Linked DNA regions of Oryctolagus cuniculus: region 1 is linked to region 2. Evidence: chromatin contacts called from public Hi-C data. All regions are on one chromosome and are shown on one strand. The core of a region is the stretch at or near the end of the contact, and the rest is flanking DNA. Distances in the headings are between cores, read along the strand shown. Region 1 holds the start of FOXO3 (forkhead box O3). Region 2 overlaps ARMC2 (armadillo repeat containing 2).

The links. A called contact is a pair of places that touch in the nucleus more often than the background predicts.
Region 1: a Hi-C map of psoas muscle shows a contact between it and region 2, with 3 times the contacts expected there. The contact joins the promoter of FOXO3 here to the enhancer-like site in region 2. A contact is called at or near these places in 2 of 6 Hi-C or Micro-C datasets (psoas muscle and an unstated tissue).

The regions. Positions count from the first base shown.
Region 1 is chr5:62,844,564-62,848,164 of mOryCun1.1, forward strand. FOXO3 (forkhead box O3) reads right to left here and starts at 2,288. Exons shown (of 4, transcript XM_051854457.2): 1 at 2,075-2,288; 2 at 307-1,037. The coding sequence starts at 933.
Region 2 is chr5:62,530,397-62,533,903 of mOryCun1.1, forward strand. The region is part of intron 5 of ARMC2 (armadillo repeat containing 2); the gene reads right to left. Among named protein-coding and RNA genes, the nearest start is that of ARMC2, 38 kb to the right of the region's middle. Within about 2 kb of position 1,770, at least 5 of the 8 cell types and tissues checked have an H3K27ac peak or open chromatin away from gene starts, as enhancers often do.

The sequences.
Region 1 (3,601 bases), core at 1,038-3,537, 310 kb after region 2:
TACGGCGAACTCCACGCCGAAGCCGGCCGCGCACCTACCTTCTCCGTGTCGTCCCTGGAATCCAGCAAGCGCACTCCCCGTCTGACCCTCCTCCGCCAACCGCCCCGCGACTCCCGCCCCCGCCCCAACCCCGCCGGGACCGAGGCTTCCCCGGGAGCCTCCTGCGTCCCCTCTGCGGCAGAGCGCGGGTTCCCCTCCGCCGGAGGCGGCGGTCTGAGAAAACTCCCAGGGCCTCAGTACAGCGGCTCCCCGGGGCCAAGCCCTCAGCCCGGCGGATCCCGCCGCCAGCCCCGGGTGGGTACGCACCTTCCAACCGGCGGAGCTGTTGCTGTCGCCCTTATCCTTGAAGTAGGGCACACAGCGCACCATCCACTCATAGATCTGGGACAGAGTGAGCCGCTTGTCCGGGGAGCTCTGGATGGCATGAGTGATCAGATCGGCGTAGGACAGGTTCCCCCAGGCGTTCCGGCGCGAGGAGCATTTCCTCGGCTGCCCTGAGCCCCCAGCCGCCCCCGGCTGCAGCGGTGGCAGCGGCTGCTGAGGCTGCAGCGGAGTCTGCGTCCCCCCGCTCAGCGCGCCCGCCGCGGGCGCTGGCCCGGGCCCGAGGTCCTGCCCTCCGGCAGCCAGCAGGCGGGCCGAATCCTCCAGGAGCAGCCCGGAGCCCAGCGCGCCGCTCCCGCCGCCGCCGCCGCCGCCGATCGCCATGGCCGAGCCAGCCCGGCCGCCGCCGTCCTCGTCGTCTTCATCGTCGTCCTCCTCGGGGATCATGGAGTCGGCGGCCGTCTCCCCCGAGGGCTTGGCCGGGCTCGCCTGGAGCTCCGGCCTCTGCAGGGGCCAAGTGCAGGAACGCGGTCGGCTCTGGGGCTCGAACTCCGGGTCCAGCTCCACTTCGAGCGGAGAGAGCGGGGCCGGGGAGGCCGGCGCCTCTGCCATCTTCGGCGCCCGCCCGCCCGCCCGCGGCTCGGGCTCTCGCGCTCTCCTCTCGCGCCGGGGCGGGGTGCGGCGGGGGAGGGCCGGGGCGCCGCCGCCGCCGCCGCCTGAGGAAGCACGAGAGGAGACAGAGGGGGAGTTGGTTATCCCGGGCGGGAGCCCGCCGCCGCCGCCGCACCCGCCACCCGGGAACAGGCAGACCTGGAGACGTGCGTCCCGCGAACCTGGCGCAGCAGACGCCGCCCCCTGGCCAGGCCGCTGGGGAGACGCGAGCGAATGGCCGGCCGCGCACGGGGCAGCCCCCTCCCCCGCCGCCGCCCGATCTGCGGGTCTCTCCCGGGCTAGGTGGCGGGGCGGGGGAGGGGCGGGGGCCGGGCCGGGGGAGGGGCGCGCCGCGCCTTTAAAGCGGGCCGCGGCCGGAGCTGGCGCAGCCGAGCCGCGGTCGGAGCCGGAGCGGGCGTGCGTTTGTTTATGTTTCGCTCCGGCCCCGCTCAAGTGCCTCCCGCGGCGGCGGCGCCGCCAAAGTCTGTGGCGTCTTCCGCGCTCCGCTCCCGTTCCCCTGCCCTGCCGCCTCCGCGACTCCCTGCCGCCGCCCGCCCGGCCCCGTGGCCCGAGCCCCTACTCCCTTCTTCGCCCTGGGGCCGGGAGGGCGACTGGGGGAGCCGGGGTCTGGGCGCAGGCGGGCCTTGCCACTTCCAAGATAGGGGGTAAAAAAAAAAAAAAAACGGAAAGAAGGGGGACAGGCAACACCCGCGGGTGCTCTCCGGGGGTCCAGCCAGGCGGGAACGGCCACTTCGGGGTTCGGGTGGTTTATTCTCCCGGGGGACGCCGTGCCCTCCGCCCGCTGCCCGGGTCGGGGACGCAGGGAGGGGGCGAGGCGCAGCGTAAATCTTCCAACAGGTCGGGAAGCGCCAAGTCTCCCGGGCGGCCAGAAAGCTCGGGCCAGCGCGTTCATCACCTCCTTGCTCCCGCTGCTGCCATCTTGACAGTTTCCCCCCTTCCCTCAAGTCCTTTAAAAAACACTAGCGGGAGCGAAGGGGGGCGCGCACACCGAGGGGAAAACGGGAAGCGCCTGGCCCCGCTCGGAAGCAGATCCGGAGTCACCGGGAAGGCGGCCGCCCCGCTGCACAGCTCCGGCGCCTACCTCGGTTCCTTCCCTTCAGGGACGAGGCGGGAGGACGCACAATCCCGCGCGGGCCCGGGGCACGGCGAGGAGGGGGCGCGCCACCCGGGCGAAGGAGAGGCGCTCGGGCCGCCGCCGCAGCCCGCCCGAGGAACCGCCTGTCAGCCTGCGCGCCGCAGCCGCCGCCGCCGCCTTCCACATTCCTCCTCCTCCCTTCCACGAGCAGGGCGGCCGCGGCAGCAGCACAAAGTTATAGACACACGCAGGGAGCCTCAACCTAGGCTGACGGCGGGCGGGCGGACGGGTCCCCGCCCAGGGGGAGGGCCGGGGCGGGGGCCGCGGGCGCTCCGGCGTGTGCGCGCGCGCGCGCGCGTGTGTGGGGGTGTGTGTGAGAGGGATCGCGCGCGCCTGCGCGTGGGCGCCGGGGCGTGCGCGCGCGTGCTCCGCGGGCCGGGGAGCCGAGGGCTTCCGCCGCTGGCCCTGCCGGGCGCCGCGACAACAAAGCGCGGCGTTGGCTCGCCTGAGGCGGGAGAGGGGAAGGCGCGCGGAGCCACGGACGCCCCGCAGAACCGGGCGAAGTCCCGGCCACCGTGGGGAGTGGGGTGGCGGGGTCCCTGGCCTGCGCGCGCGTCCTCCCGCCGGGCTCTGGTGTCGGATCCCGCAGCGTTAGAACCGGACGCCAGGTAACATCCGAGAGAAGGTGCTGACCGCGGAGGGCCGGGGTCGCCTCGGCGTGGACGTTGCTGTCTGCGACACTTTGATAGATGCGTCCGATTCGATCAGGCTCCCAGGGTTTGCCCTGGGTCCCCCCCCGTGTGGACGCTGAACTACAATCGTCTCCCTTTTTCGTGGATTTCATAGCAGACGGGGGGGGGGGGTGCTTTAACTGAGGAAGAAAATCAAATTATCCCCCGGTTCTCGACGAAAGAGAAGCCTCCGAACAACCGAGAAGGGGGAGCAATTTTATTCTGATTTCACGGCAAAACTTCCAGTTGCGCACTTCTGACGTCTATTTTGGCTTTAGGCGTAACAGAATACCTCCACAAGTCCTCATCCCGTGATGCCTGCCCCAAATCGCTCGTTTATGCCCTAAGAATGCACAACACGCCACATGCACGCCAAACGCCTGTCCGCTTCGGTTCACAAATAGCTTGCTGGGAAAATTGCAGTCGCCGGAGCGCCCGCGTTTCGCTGTGTGGCTGCGGCCTCCGCCACACCAGCCGGTGCACGGGAACGTCCAGCCCGGGTTCCGCCGGAGTCCGCCCACCCCGCCGGCTCCGGGCTCCGGGCTTTGCGCAGCGCCCGTCACTCAAGTGACGCGCGGCCCCGCCCCTGCGCCAAGCTAGTTCGACGCGTACAAACAGATGATGTCATCGTCTCCACACGCGCGTGACCCCGGAGCGCTGCGCCGCGTCGCCATTCGCTGCGCCGCTGACTCGTCAAGGCACGCCGCGCGCTGAGTGGCCGCGGGGGCCAGTCTCCAGGCCCCCCGACGCCCCTCTCGGCTCGCCATCCGTCCTGCCCCCGCCCCCGGCAAATAATAAACAA
Region 2 (3,507 bases), core at 520-3,019:
TGTTCCAGTAAAGCTTATTTCACAAAAAGCAAGTGATGGCCTGGATTCGGCCTGTGGACCTTAGCTTGCTGCTGATCCTTGCCTTAACATCTCTCAGAGACTTGGAGTGCAACTTGAGCATGCCAGCGCCGGGATAGGTGGAGCGCTGGGGAGACGGTGGCTTCCTTGTCATCCTGGCCCACGGCACCAGATAGAACATTTCCAGACAGATGATCACTTTTTTAAAAGACTCATTTATTTATTTGAAAGGCAGAATTATAGACAGATGGGGGGAGGGGGAGAAGAAAGACTAGGAGATCGTCTATGGGCTGGTTCACTCTCCAAATGGCCACAAATAACCTGGGCTGGTCCAGGAAGAACTTAGGAGTCCAGAACTCCATCCAGGTCTCCCACGTGGGTGCAGGGGCCCAAGTACTTGGGCCGTCTTCCACTGCTTTCTCAGGCGCGTTAGCAGGGAGCTGGATGGGAAGCGGAGAAGCCGGGATTGCAACCAGTGCTCTAATCTGGGAGGCAATGGCTACACCTGCTGTGTCACAATACTGGCCCTACCACTGTTTCTCAAATACTCACCTTAAAAACAGAATGCTAGTCTAGGGTCTGAGTCGTGGGGCAGAGGATTAAGCCACTGCCTTTGAAGCTGGCGTCTCCTATCAGAGCACCAGTTCAAATCCCAGCAGCTCCACTTCCAATCCAGCTCCCTGAGAATGCACCCGAAAAGGCAGCAGAAGGTGGCCCAAGTGTGTGGGCCCCTGCACACGCGTGGGAGGCCTGGATGGAGTTTGGGTTCCCAATTTCAGTCTGGCTCAGTCCTGGCGGCTGTGGCCATTTGGGGAGTAAACCAGTTGGATGGAAGATCTCTCTCTCTCTCCTTGTTTCTCCCAGTCTGTCACTCTGCCTTTCAAATAAAAATACACATTGAAAAAACAGAATTTTACTTGAAGAGTTACACATAGACACAATGAAATTAAAGGACATACTTTTAGAGTGATATCTACAAGGAAAAATTTTCAGAAAGTTCTCCAAGATCCTGGTCGTGTTGGGTTACAGCCCAGGATTTAAACACACACACACACACACACACACACACACACACTTTAATCTTTTTCAATATCACTAACTGGTTATTACTTACGTTCTCTCTCTAAGCTTGATTTCGAGACTGCTCTGTAGCTAACCAGGTTAGCTTGAATGAGTTAACCGTGAATTCCCTCGGCGCAGAGCGAAAGCCCAGCTTCAGGCCTCCCTTAACATTCATTCAAAGCTCCATAGTCGCAGGCACCGCACACATGCACACACGATGTGCCAGTGCCGCCAGTGCCGCGCGGGCCTGCGACTCCCCCCTCCCCCTCGCTCACACCCACAGCCGCAGCACCCGGCTCCGCAGCACAACCACTCCCCACTCCCCCACCCCATGAATGCCCCCCTCCCCCGCTGCTTCCCAGGGGTCTCCTCCGCCCCAGGCGCTCCCCGCCCCCCCCAGGGGTCCTTCACATTGCTGGGGGCAGACTCTCCAGCCTGTGTGGCACTTGCGGCAGGGCAGCCGTCACAAGCAGGCACACTGCTCGGCTCTAGGCTCATGGCCTCAGGGTAGCCCTGCCACCAGGACCACCTCAAATCCCACCTCCCCTACTGGGGGGCGGGGAGAACAAGGCTCGGTCCCTAAGGAAACTCAGCTTTTGAGCGCCACCGCAAACCCCACCCACTCCCGGAAATCCCTGATCTTCAAGCCGGAGTTGGGCGCTCTCTCTGATTGCTGAACTCTTTTCCTCTGTTTCCTCTCCAGCCTCCAGCACTGGGGTGCGCCACCGAGCAGTGCTTCCAAAGCTTTCAGAGGCTTTCCGATCACCAGGACACTTACACAAACGCAGATTCTAATTCAGCAGGTCTGGGCCCCAGGAGGCGGCATTGTTTTCTTTCGATTTTTTTTTTTTTTAACTTTACTTGAAAGGCAGAGAGAGAAAGGGAAGGAGGAAGCGGAGGGGAGGGGAGGGGAGGGCAGAGGAGGGGAGAGAGAGAGGGAGAGGGAGAGGGAGAGGGAGAGGGAGAGAGAGAGAGAGAGAGAGAGAGAGAGAGAAGGGAGAATATGAATCCCTTATTTGCAGTTTCATTCTGCAAATGGCTGCAATGGCCGGGGCTGCTCCAGGCCAAAGCCAGGAGCCCAGAACCCTGTCCAGGTCTCCTACAGGAGTGGCAGGGGCCCAAGGACCTGGGCCATCTACCCTTCCATTCCTGAGTGCATTAGCAGGAAACTGGATAGGAAGTGGAGCAGATACAGGTTGTCCAGGATGCCCTTGTCCCAAGGGTGGCTTAACTTGCTGCACTCCAGCGCTGGCCCTGAGACCCAGCATTGCTGACAAGCTCCCAGAAGATGGCAACGCTGCTGGGCTGGGGACCACCTGAGCAGCACGCCCTGACACATTCATAAGCATCTCACAGGGAGGAGTCCTTTTAATCTCTCAAACCCTCCAACACAGAGCTAGCTTTGCCTACCCAGGGATGCTAATCCAATGGACACTACCATAAAGTAAAGGTGACCTCTACAAAATTATTCTCGCCAAAGCTTGTTTTGTCTAAATGGAAAGTTTCTCAGTCACATCATCCTTAAAAAGAATAACGACTTCACTGCTTTTGAAAAAATGACATATTTATTATTATTTCCAAGGCTAGGCAATATAAGAAAGTACAAATAAGAGGTTAAGAAAATCATCCAGCATCCCACCACCCAGAAATCAACATCATTAATATGCGGTAAACATAATTTCAGACATGTTTTTGAATATATTCAGATAAAAGGAGAATTTTAAAAAACACAGAAGGCTGGGAGGGAGGGCAGGCAAGTGGATCCATGTACGTGATACTCTATCACCCTCGTTACTAATCGTGAAGCATCATTCAGTGTACATTTGCTTGAGTTTAAGAGAGAAACAGAAACGGAGGTGAGACTGAAGGAGCTGCAGAACTTCAGGTGAGCGGGTCTTCCCGAGAGAGAGAGAGAGGATGCTAAAAGATTTCTCTAAAGTTGAGGAAAAAAAAAATGAGAAACATTAGGAGGCTGAAACCATTCTTTTTTAAACTGCGTATTTCAATTTTAGGCTGTAGCTGCTGATAAAAATCTATTTTCCATTATGAAAGCGAAGAAACCGGTCCTCACACTTCCTCCCAAGCACCAGTTTGGGTTATTTATACTGCTCCTACGCTGTCAAGGTTTCTGTTCCACAACCACCATGTCAGAGTTGTCTGCTTTTAGTTCAGCCAGAAGACGAAGGCCATACTCACCAGGCGTGCTTTCACTGAGCGCTTCAGTTCTGGTTTTGAATTTTGACTCGTCCTGCTGCTAAGGTTTCCTAGAAAGTGTGTGAGCAGACCACCCACGTTTGAAAGTGTCTGTTGGAAAGTGCTTATTCTACTGAAGGACACTGGTGATGAGATTCTTGGATCATCTCTTCTTACGCTTAGGATTTCACAGAGGTGGCTCCGCTGTGTTGTCAGCGAGCGATGCCGGAGTGA